Regions from separate parts of the Sus scrofa genome. Here region 2 is linked to region 1. A link is a contact called in public HiChIP or PLAC-seq data. All regions are on one chromosome and are shown on one strand. The core of a region is the stretch at or near the end of the contact, and the rest is flanking DNA. Distances in the headings are between cores, read along the strand shown.

Region 1 (5,285 bases), core at 883-3,382:
CTCCCTCTTATTGGCCCGATGTTGTTCTCTTGTCTAAATGCCTCTCACGTCAAGAAACGACATTGAGGAGTTTCTGCTGTGGCTCAGCAGGTTAAAACTCCAAGTAATACCCACCAGGATGCAGCGTCAATCCCTGGCCTCACTCACTTGGTTTGGATCCGGTATTGCCTTGAGCTGTATTGTAGGTCACAAATGCGGCTCGGATCTTGCATTGCTGCGGTTGTGGTGTAGGCCAGCAACTGTGGCTCTGATTTGACCCCTAGCCTGGGAACTGCCATATGCCACAAGTGCAGCCCTAAAAAAAAAAAAAAGAAAGAAAGAAAGACAGAAATGATGTTGAGGAATTTCCTGGTGCCTTAGCAGCACAGAAAAAAAGAAAAAAAAATGATGTTGATAACAGACCCACTCTCCATTTCTTTAACATTTATTACTATGTGCTAGACACTATTCTAAGAACTTTATAAAACCAACTCGTACAATCCTTCAAAATCCTCATTGGTGGATACCATTATTCCTTCCACTTTACAGATGCAACTGGCCCAGGCAGGTCAACTCATTTTTAGGATCTTACAGCTAGTAAATAGCAGAGCCAGGAGTCAATCCCAGATGCTCCAGCTCTGCTTCCAGCCCCAATGCCCAGCGCCACGTCCTCTGCTCCCCATGAACGGTGCCATCTTTGACCCATGACCTGGCCTCTGGGTACTGAGAAGGTGCCCCCGGTCAAGAATCATTGCTGCACCGCCACCACCGCGGGCGTTCCTGCCTGGCTTCTTAGAACTCCTCTGCTCTAAAGAAGCCTGTCAATATTGATGGCAACCCCCCTTTTGTCTCTGCCACTCCAGCACTCAGCGTCCTTTGAGCCTGTCTCCCAAGGCCCTGAGGTGGGCCTCCTCCCTGTATTATTACACCCACGCATTTTTGGAGTCCTGCTCTCTTCTCGCGCCCTGCCTCATTACCAGCTGTTACAAGTTGTTTTAAAAACTTCTAAGTATCAGGCTTTTCACTCCTGTGTTCAAGCAGACCTTGTGCCACATTGAGCCGAGTGCCAAAGACAAGAGATGAACATGGCAGGACGCCTGACCTTTCGGCACCGAGCAGGTGCAAAGCGGGCATTCAGCGAAGAATATCCATTCATTTATTTAGCACATGTTTATTGAGCGCTTACTACAAGCCAGGCAGGCTGTGTGCTAGGTGCGAGGATTCGGCAGGAAACCCCTCCCGGAGCATGGGGAGAGTCTCCGCCGGGCAGAGGGCTCGGGAAAGGAGCTGAGGCCCTGGAAAGTGGCGGTGAAAAAACCGAAGCATGAGGCTAGAGGCTGGCGTGCCCTCTCGCTGAGCGACCCCTCTGTCTGGAAACCCAGATGCAACACACACGTGCGGGACCCTTACCCCACAGCTGCTGCCAAGCACAGCAGCGTCCACGCGGTGGGTGAGGAAGGCGGCTGGGCCGTGTGTGCGCAAGCGGGTGAGGGTGGCGCACGATTAGAGCTGGCTCTCTTAGAAGGAGAGGGGAGAACTCCAGGCCCAAACTGCAGCCTGGATTCCAAAACCAGACATGTTGTGCGACCTTGCGCAAGTCCCTAATCCTTCCCAGGACTCAGTTACATCATCAGTTAAATGGGTTTCCAATAACCTTAGGGTTGGTGCGAGGATTTAGAGAGAATGCGTGGAAAGCTTCTCTGGTGTAGTTCCCAGCCTGGAGGAAAACATCCCCGGAGCGGACGGAGGTGGTAATTACCCGCTGCTCACACCTCGCCGCGTCCCCGGGCCTCCCCCGGGCCAGGTCACCCGCTGCTCTCTGCCGAGGTCCAGACGACGAGCCTATTGGGGCGTGCCCTGTCTCCATAGATTCATTGGCTTGCTTGGGGCGGGGTTCGGAAAGAGACGGGGAGAAAGAGGAGGTGGTGGAGGGCGAAGAAAGGGGAGACGCGCGCTGGGCTGGAGGCGAACGAGGCGGGGCCGGGGAGGAGCCGGGCGTGTTCTGGGTCCCCGCGCTGCGCGCACCCGGAGCCCGCGGCGGCGGAGGCGGGGGCGGCGCGCGGCGGCCAATGGCGCGGGGCGCTGCGGCGGGGGCGGGGCCAGGAACCCCCGGCCGCTGACAGCCCGACTCGCCAACTCCGCCCTCGCCCCGCGGGATCCCGGAGCCCGAGCCGGCCCCGGGCCCAGGCCGCCCGCGCCGCGCGGCGAGAGAACATGGCAGCAGAATGAGGAGGCTGGTCCCGGGTCGTGGCCGCCACCGCCGCCGCCGCGCTGCAGCTCCAGTTCCGCGCCCCACGCCTTCCGAGCCGTATGCTTAGCCGGCCTCCTGGTGGCCGTCGGTTTATTTCACACGGAGCGGCGGGCGGGGAGGAAGGGGACCCCGCCGCTCAGCCGGTCCGGGCTCCGGCAGCGTGTCGCGGCTTGTGCGTGAGACTCGCCGGCTGCGGAAGCGACGCGGGGGACAGCCGGTCCCGGGCGCGGGGATGAGCCGGCCATGGAGCGGCCTCAGCTGGGCGCACGCAGCCGGCTGGCGCTGCGGCGGGAGCGCCGCTTGAGCCGGGGCTCCGCGGGGCTTCGGGGCCTCGGGCGCCGCGGGAGGGTTCCTGCCGCCGCCTCCGGGAAGGACGGGAGCCCTGCGTGGCGGACACTGCAGCAGTCACCGAACTGAGGCGCCCGAGCCCGCTCCGCCTGCAGCTCGGTGTGCTCTGGGCACCCGGGCGCCTTGCCCACGGCGGCTGGCGCACCGCGGCGAGCTGGGTGCGGGACTGGCTAGAGGGGTGTGTGTGCGCGTGTTCGACCGGAGATCCGAGCTAAAGTAGAATCAGGTGGACTCAAGCAGCCATGCTACCCGGGGTGGGCGTGTTCGGCACCAGCCTCACGGCCCGTGTCATCATCCCGCTGCTGAAAGACGAGGGCTTCTCGGTGAAGGCGCTGTGGGGCCGCACGCCGGAGGAAGCGGAGGAGCTGGCCAAGGAGATGAGCGTCCCCTTCTACACCAGCCGCATTGACGAGGTGCTGCTGCATCAGGATGTGGACTTGGTGTGCATCAACCTGCCGCCGCCCCTCACCAGGCAGATCGCTGTCAAGACCCTGGGTGAGCGACCCCTCCCCCACCTCCGCTCCAGACTTCTCTCTTTCCTCCCCCGCTGCTTTTCTCCTCTCGCCCCGGGTTCATCCCGGAAGCTTACACGGCATCCACGCGACCCGGGGCCCCGAGATCCTACATCCTACTCCGAGCTTTCTCCTTCCTCCCTGGCCTTCCCCACAACTACGCTTCCCTCCTCGGCTCTGGCACCACCTGGACGCGCTTCCCCACGTGTGTGGCGCGGAGGCTGCAGGAGGCGTGTGTTCCGGGGAAGCGGATCGGGCGGAGGAAATGGTGAAGACTGGGGATAGGCTGCTCGGGGGGGGGTGGGGAGGGGGGCACAAAACGAAGTCCCCCGCTGTGTGTGTGTGTATAGTGCCTGAGTGTGTGCGTGCGTGCGCGCCTGCGCGCCCAGGAACGCCAGAATAAAGGGCCCCACACGTGTGCCGGGTTTTCCCCGGGGGCGATTGACAACCTGACTTTCTGCAGATGTGGCGCCCTGCTGGGATAGTTTGTTTCTTTCTGCTGTGAGTTAGTTTAGTGTGACCTTAGAGATGTGACCCACGAGCTGCAATTATTTCCTCTTCGCTGAAAGTGAAGTGGTTGTATGAAGGGAGGAGATTTATTGGGACGATGCGGGGGTGGGGGCAGAGGTTACAGAGGATTTATTTGATTAAAACCAGAGGCATTTAACTTTCGAGTGGGGCATCCCAGGGATTGTCTTCTGCACAGACTTGGAACAACGGATCTTAAGATTGGAGGGGATGGGGGCAGTAATTGCAGAGGCACGGATGCTTTATGTGGGGAGAGGCCGCACGCTGCCAGTTTCCCGTGGAAGCGGGCGATAACCCGTCCTTCATTCCCGGTGGGAGTAGGTCCTAGGCCAGGTGTGGGCAAGCAGTTGGGGATGAGCTTACCAGCCTTCACCGTCCTGTTTCCCCCACCTACCCGCGGCCGACTGTCCAGAGCAGAGTGTCACTCACTGGCATGCCCAGAGGAAGAAGAGCCTGTTTTGTCCATCAGCAGTTCTGGCCTGAACCAGGACAGTTGCTCACTCCTTACCCTCCACTCCCGAGCAAATGTTATCCGCCACCCTTGAAAGTTGTATTTTTTTATTTTTTTATTTTTTTTTGAGGAAAGAAACAAAGCTTAGGGCCCAGGAGGCCACACTGGGGAAGAGTTAGAAGGCAAGAACTAAAAAGGAAGAGGGGAGCATCCAGAGACCAATGGTAATTTATGTCATCCTGGAGGGAATGTTTTATTTTTAAAAACAGGTATGGATGTAGGGGGTGATCTGGATCTGTTTTTTAATTCTGCTTTCTGAGAACTCTGGCCAGAATGGAGAGCTCTTTCTCCCTAGAAAACCGCTTTTATCAGGCCCTTCTGTCGTTGACTCAGATGGGACATCTGATAAGATTCCTAAGGAGGCCGTCTGTTTTCCCATTAATTTTATTAAGCTACTGACCTTTGTTGCCTGTTTTCTTTGGCCTTGAATTGAATTTCTTTGGCCGTCCGTTTTCACATGAATTTTATTAAGCTGCTGACCTTTGTTGCCTGTTTTCTTTGGCCATTAGGTTCTGGCCAATATTTCTCTGCTGTTTGCTCTAATGTATATATTGGGTAGCTAACCCCTGTGCTCACAAAGGATCTGTGCATATGAAATAGATTATAACTATCCTAGAGCATAAGTCTCTTAGGGCAGTTGGTATAAAACAGGTCCGTCTTGAGCCCCGTCTCTGCCAGGGGTCTTATGTCTGATCACATAAGAAAGACGTTGCTGTAACAACCCCCACCCCTACCCCCAGTCTTGCAGGTCAGAGCTGCAGAGCAACCATAGCGCCTGCCTCCCGGAGCGTGGTTGTTTGGAGAAAAACGATGTTCCTGTTTTCTGACCATCTCTGGTACTTTAGCTGTGAAAGCATTTGGGGGCTCTGACTTGGAGAGAAGTAGCACCAGTTATACATGTCTAGATACTTCTGTTCTTATTTTCAAAAATCGTTCTTTTTTTTTTTTTTTTTTTCCTCTTGGCAAGACTAGGGTGGGTTCCTTTTTCAAAACCAAGCCCAAGAGGCATAAGACATAGACTTGGTTTGATAATCATGACTAAGGAATAGGGGTTTGTTCACATGTCCGTGGTAAGTCTTGGGCTTTTAATTTTTTCAAAAATTCCTGCTTTCACAGGTAATTTGAGGAGGTCTGTGGTTGCAGGAGGTGCGGAGGC
Region 2 (5,113 bases), core at 1,002-3,501, 200 kb before region 1:
CGAGATATGTTAAGTACATGAGGCTACTCACTGCCTGACGGGGACCAGAACCACAGGCTCTGGCCACTCCAGGCCCACCTTGAATTGAAGGTCTCCGTAACTTAGCATCTCTGTAAGCTGGAAATGTCTGCTCCCTGGCAGCCCCTGGCATGAATATGCAACCTAGGCTTGGCCAAAAAGGCATGAACACCTTTATGTCTCTTTATAAATAGCACCTCACACGGGCCTTTCTAAAATGATGTTGATACCCTCTGCCACCTCCAGTATGAGGAGAGGCCCGAGCCATAGCCTCCTTCTCCGCAGCTGAAATCATTCATTTCTTGAGGTTGCTAGGTAGAGAGCAACCAGTAGCTTCTATAAAAAACTTCCCACAAAATATCAGATACTTTTATTCTCTCAGCCGTTCCTAGGATATGCAGAGTTCTAAATGGTTTCTAAGTGTGCTGACAGAATAAAGTACACCTTCATAAATAAAACCTTGATGACTATTTCAAGAAAGTCTGATGAGGCCTGGAGCCCATTTTTTTCTACCTTGGCTAGCCATCATTTAAATAGAGCTTGGCTTACATTTAGCTCGTTGCTGTGATATAAATGACAGACTTAGAACAATTTAAATACAATGACATCGTGTAATTTAAAGTGCAGTGGCTTGAAGAAAGTCATCAAACAAGAGGTTAGAATTATCGGATATTTTTATTAAGGAACAACAGGGCATCCAGTTGCTGGGTAATTGAGGGAAAAATTAGACTCAATGACTATTAGTTCTGGCCAGGCATTGAGGGCCTTCAATTAAATCACCATTTACCTACCCTCTTCAAGACAAAATAAATCTCCATTCAGCCAAAAACGTTCCTGACCTGTTTGGCCCAACAATGACCCTGGTATCTTTGGAAGCAAACAAAATACCAGAATTGATATCGTGTAGATTACATGCGGAAAGCTCGATTTTTTTGCCAGCTAAGGAAAGGATCACCTGAACGAAGGGAAGCGGTGAAAACAAAATAGTAATGTTAGGTAGACGGTCAGAGAGCAAAACTTGGCGAGTTGTGCCCAAGTAGTCTACCAAGCAAATCACTACTGGGAATTGCAAAGTAGGAAGTCCTATTTTTGACTCTGCTGACCTCAGTGAATATTTCCTTGTTTTAAAAATGAGCATAATTCTTTGCTACCTAACCACGAGGCCTGTGATGAAAATTAATGAGTCTATAAAAGGTTTTGATGCCTCTTGAAGCCCTTCCGAAATACACCTTGTGTTCATACGGTTCGTGTTCCTGCTCTTTGAAGAAATGCCAATCTTTATTAGTTTTCCTAATAAACGAGTGACACTTTCTGCCACTCCAGGTTCACTTTAAGGCCTCATAAAATTAGTAAAATGCTCCCTGTTTTAAGTGGGAGACTTCCCCCTCAGAAAGGGTTATGTTAGGTATTGAGGACCGTGAAGCACGCAGAGCAGTTGGTTTGTAAAGAGCGAGGCGGCCAGCCGGGTCCTGCACGGAGGCACGAGCTCGAACAGAGCCCGAGCAGCCGGCGGACGCCTCACCTCCGGGAACCCGAGCTCCTGCGTTCGGCCGGAGCTCGTGGACCGGGCTCGCGGCGGCGCCAGCGGGGCTCGATTACTTTCGTCTGGGCGAGAAGCGGCCCCGCCGCGCCAGCGGGAACCCTACGGTGGGGAGGTGGGGCGACGACAACAAAAAGAAGTAAAGTAGGAGGAGGTTCTCCCGGGGAGGAACCGGGCGGGCGCGAGGAGGTGACGGGCTCTCGGGGACGGCGGGGACGCCCGCGCCCGGCCGGCCGGCGGGCAGCCGGGGGACCCGGGCAGAAGCGCTCCGCCCCGCGCCGCCGTCCTCCCCAGCGCCGCCTCCGCCCGGCGCCGGGACCCCCGCGGGCCAGCCCCCGCCGCCCGCGCGGCCCCGCCCCTCGTGCCGCGCTCGCGCCTCCGGCCCCGCCCCCTCGCCCAGCGCCGCCCGCGCGCAGCGTCTCGCGCCGGCCCGGCCCGCCCGCCGGGAAACAGCCGCGAGAGCAGCGGCCGCGGCGGCCGCTACCGCGCCTTCTCCTCCCGCGCTCCCGCCTCGCCCCCGCCCTCGGCGCCTCGTCCCGGGCCCGCGCCCGCGCCCCGGCCAACGTTCTCTCGGGGCCTCCCCCGGCCGGCCGCTCACTCCCCCGGCTCCGAGCGCCCCAACCGTCGCGCTCTCTCTCCCTCCGCGCGCGGCCAGCCGCCTGCTTCCGGGGCGGGCGGACTGGGCGCCTGGTGCCGGCGGCCGCAGCGACAGCGCCCCCGGGAAGCGGAGGAGGAAGGAGAGAAGAGGTGGAGGTGGCCGCAGGCTGAGTCGCGGCCGGGATGTCCGGGCAGCCGCCGCCGCCGCCGCCGCCGCCGCCGCAGCAGCAACAACAACAGCAGCAGCAGCTGCCGCCGCCACCGCCGGCGGCCGTGGCCCCGGTGCCCGGAGTCGTCTTGCCGGCACCCCCGGCCGTCAGCGCCGGCTCCTCACCGGCCGGCTCACCAGGCGGCGGCGCGGGCGGCGGCGGTGGCGGCTTGGGGGCCGCGGCGGCCGCCCTGCTCCTCCACCCGCCGCCGCCGCCGCCGCCCCGGCCACCGCGGCCCCGCCGCCGCCCCCGCCGCCCCGCCGCCCGCCTCGGCGGCCGCCCCCGCCACCGCGCCCCCCGCACCCCCGGGCCTCGCCGCGGGTCCCGGCCCGGCCGGAGGCGCCCCGGCCCCGGCCCTGGCGGCAGGCAGCAGCGCCGCGGCGCCTTTCCCGCACGGGGACTCGGCCCTGAACGAGCAGGAGAAGGAGCTGCAGCGGCGGCTCAAGCGCCTGTACCCGGCCGTGGACGAGCAGGAGACGCCGCTGCCCCGGTCCTGGAGCCCGAAGGACAAGTTCAGCTACATCGGCCTGTCTCAGAACAACCTGCGGGTGCACTACAAAGGTACTGGGCGTGTGTCCTGCGGTGGGAGCAGGGCCGCCGACCCCGGCCCGCCCCCGCCCCCAGCCCTGCCCGGGCCCGGTGCCCTCGGAGGGGACTCGCCACGGGCTCTGCTGCTCCGAGGGCGGCCTTGGGGTCGGGAGAAAGGGGCGGTTCTGGGCAGGGGAAGGTGAGTTTAACGCCCTCGGATCTAATGGAGCTGGTAATCCCAGGCCAGGAGCAGGACACCTTGGGGGAATCCAGGATGACAGGACATAACTCGCTTTCTGATTTCCCTTCGAGATAAATCGTAGGGCCGGGATGGAGGAATCTCTGGGCTCGGAGTTGGGTTACATTGTTCTCCAGGTGGTGGTGGGTCAGGCGCTCTCCTCTTACGTGGGGGGAAGAGAGGCACGGTGCTGAGGGATAATTTCTAATTAAGGGAGAGCAGGGACGTGTAGGGGGAGGAGTAATCAGTGGAGGATTTTGCCCAAAATTAGGCCAGAAACCGTCTAGGGGGACAAAAGGACCGGGGCCCAAGTTTGGCGTCGGTGTATCTTGCTGAAAGCTACGGGAGGGTAAGAGAGGTGAAACCTCTGGAGTACGTGTTTTCTTAGGGGAGCAGAAACCTACCTCTGCTGATTGGAAATGCCCCGTATTTATGCGTTGGCATTATATAAAGTCCTGCTGGAAACAGGGATTTGTTTAAAATGTTTTTTAGGATATCAGAGGAAATCGCCTGATGTTTTTCACCTGCAGTTAAAAAAACAAACATCCTTAGGCTCAGAGCTTGTCCCCCTCTTCCCTCACCTACCTCTCCTATGTGAAAACAAAGCTTTAAGCAGATCAGTTGTATTTAAAATTATAAATGGCCATAGGAATTTTTGAAATGTAGTCCAAATTAATAGCACACATCAAGTTTACTTGTCTGAGGTGGGGGGGGGGGATCAATCCAACATATCAGTCTATCCGGAAACAAATCCAGTTTTTTTAGGCCCCAAACCTGCTGCTTTTACATTCAAAGCAGCCTCATTTTGATTGGTTTCAAAGGGAGGGTCTTACTCAGATCCTAGTGACGTGGAGATAGAGGGTATAAACCACCATTGTGGTGAAATTCTTCAAGTTTACCCGACTGAAATTTGAGAAGAACCTTGATAAATAAGTTACTATTTAATCAGAAAGGAGAATGGCCGCAGAAATCTCCCAAATGATTTGGCTGCAAAGAATAACACACAAAAATAGGCCTTGTTGAGTAGTCTTTCCTTTTATCCATAGATCCAGAAAAGTACTTTCAATTTTAAATGTTATGGGTCTTAATTGAAATGGATGAAAATTCCAAAATATTGGACCTCGACTTTCTCTTTGGTAGAACATTTTGTTAATATCCTATGAAGACTACTATTTAATTTGTTTTAATTTGTGTGAACATTGCTATATTGTGTAAGTATTTACCTCTGATCTAGCTACCAGAATGCTTTTTGTTAGACCCCACAAAACTTTAAATTTATGATTAATGGTTAATAATTAGCTTACAAAATCAAAGGAAGAAGATCGAGGAGATTACTGAACAAAGGATTCTAGCTTTCCAAGTTCTGCCATCATTTGCGATGTCAAGCATTTTCGCAGCCAGGGCCTCAGTTTCTTCCTCTGAGTGATGAGGGAATTGAACTGGGTGATTTGTAAGGCAATTTCCAGCTCTGAATCTCTGTGATGCCTAAGATTTGTGATTACAGTTTACTTAGCACTGTAACATGCCTTGACTAGTTTTACCAGCTCCTTTTACGTAAAATTGATGATTTGGGTCAGGGAAAAGTGCATCTTATGTGAAATTGGTTGGAGTTTGGAGTATTTATGACCCTGCTGTCTCCGTTATTTTTCCTGTTGGCCTCTTTATTACTTTGTATTGTGTAATACTAAGATTCACTTTCTGGAAACTTCACTCTTTTATAAACATAAACATTATTTCTGGAAGAACAGATTTTGTTGTTTGTCATCTTTTTTCTTTCCTCTCCCTTTCTTCTGTCTCCCCTTTGTCTCTTCCTTCCCCCTTGTCCCAAACATGGACTCTTTTGCCCCCTTTTTCTGCCTCTTCCTCTGGTCATTTTTCATGTGTGTGAGTGTGTGTGTGTTTTTCCTGTTGTTCTTCTGTGTGCCTTCGGAGTGGACCACCCCAGAAGTTCTGCACATCTGAGCACAGGGGGGATCATAGGTA

The links. HiChIP or PLAC-seq counts read pairs in DNA pulled down with a chosen protein or histone mark.
Region 2: an H3K27ac HiChIP or PLAC-seq map of skeletal muscle shows a contact between it and region 1. The contact joins the promoter of RANBP9 here to the promoter of GFOD1 in region 1. A contact is called at or near these places in 1 of 47 Hi-C or Micro-C datasets (heart right ventricle) and 1 of 2 datasets of contacts at active chromatin or transcription factors (skeletal muscle).

Annotation. Positions count from the first base shown.
Region 1 is chr7:9,851,125-9,856,409 of Sscrofa11.1, reverse strand. GFOD1 (glucose-fructose oxidoreductase domain-containing protein 1) reads left to right here and starts at 2,132. Exons shown (of 2, transcript XM_021100194.1): 1 at 2,132-3,358. The coding sequence starts at 2,821.
Region 2 is chr7:10,054,895-10,060,007 of Sscrofa11.1, reverse strand. It overlaps RANBP9 (ran-binding protein 9), which reads left to right and starts at 2,251. Exons shown (of 16, transcript XM_021100196.1): 1 at 2,251-2,584; 2 at 2,587-2,617; 3 at 2,620-2,925. The coding sequence starts at 2,339.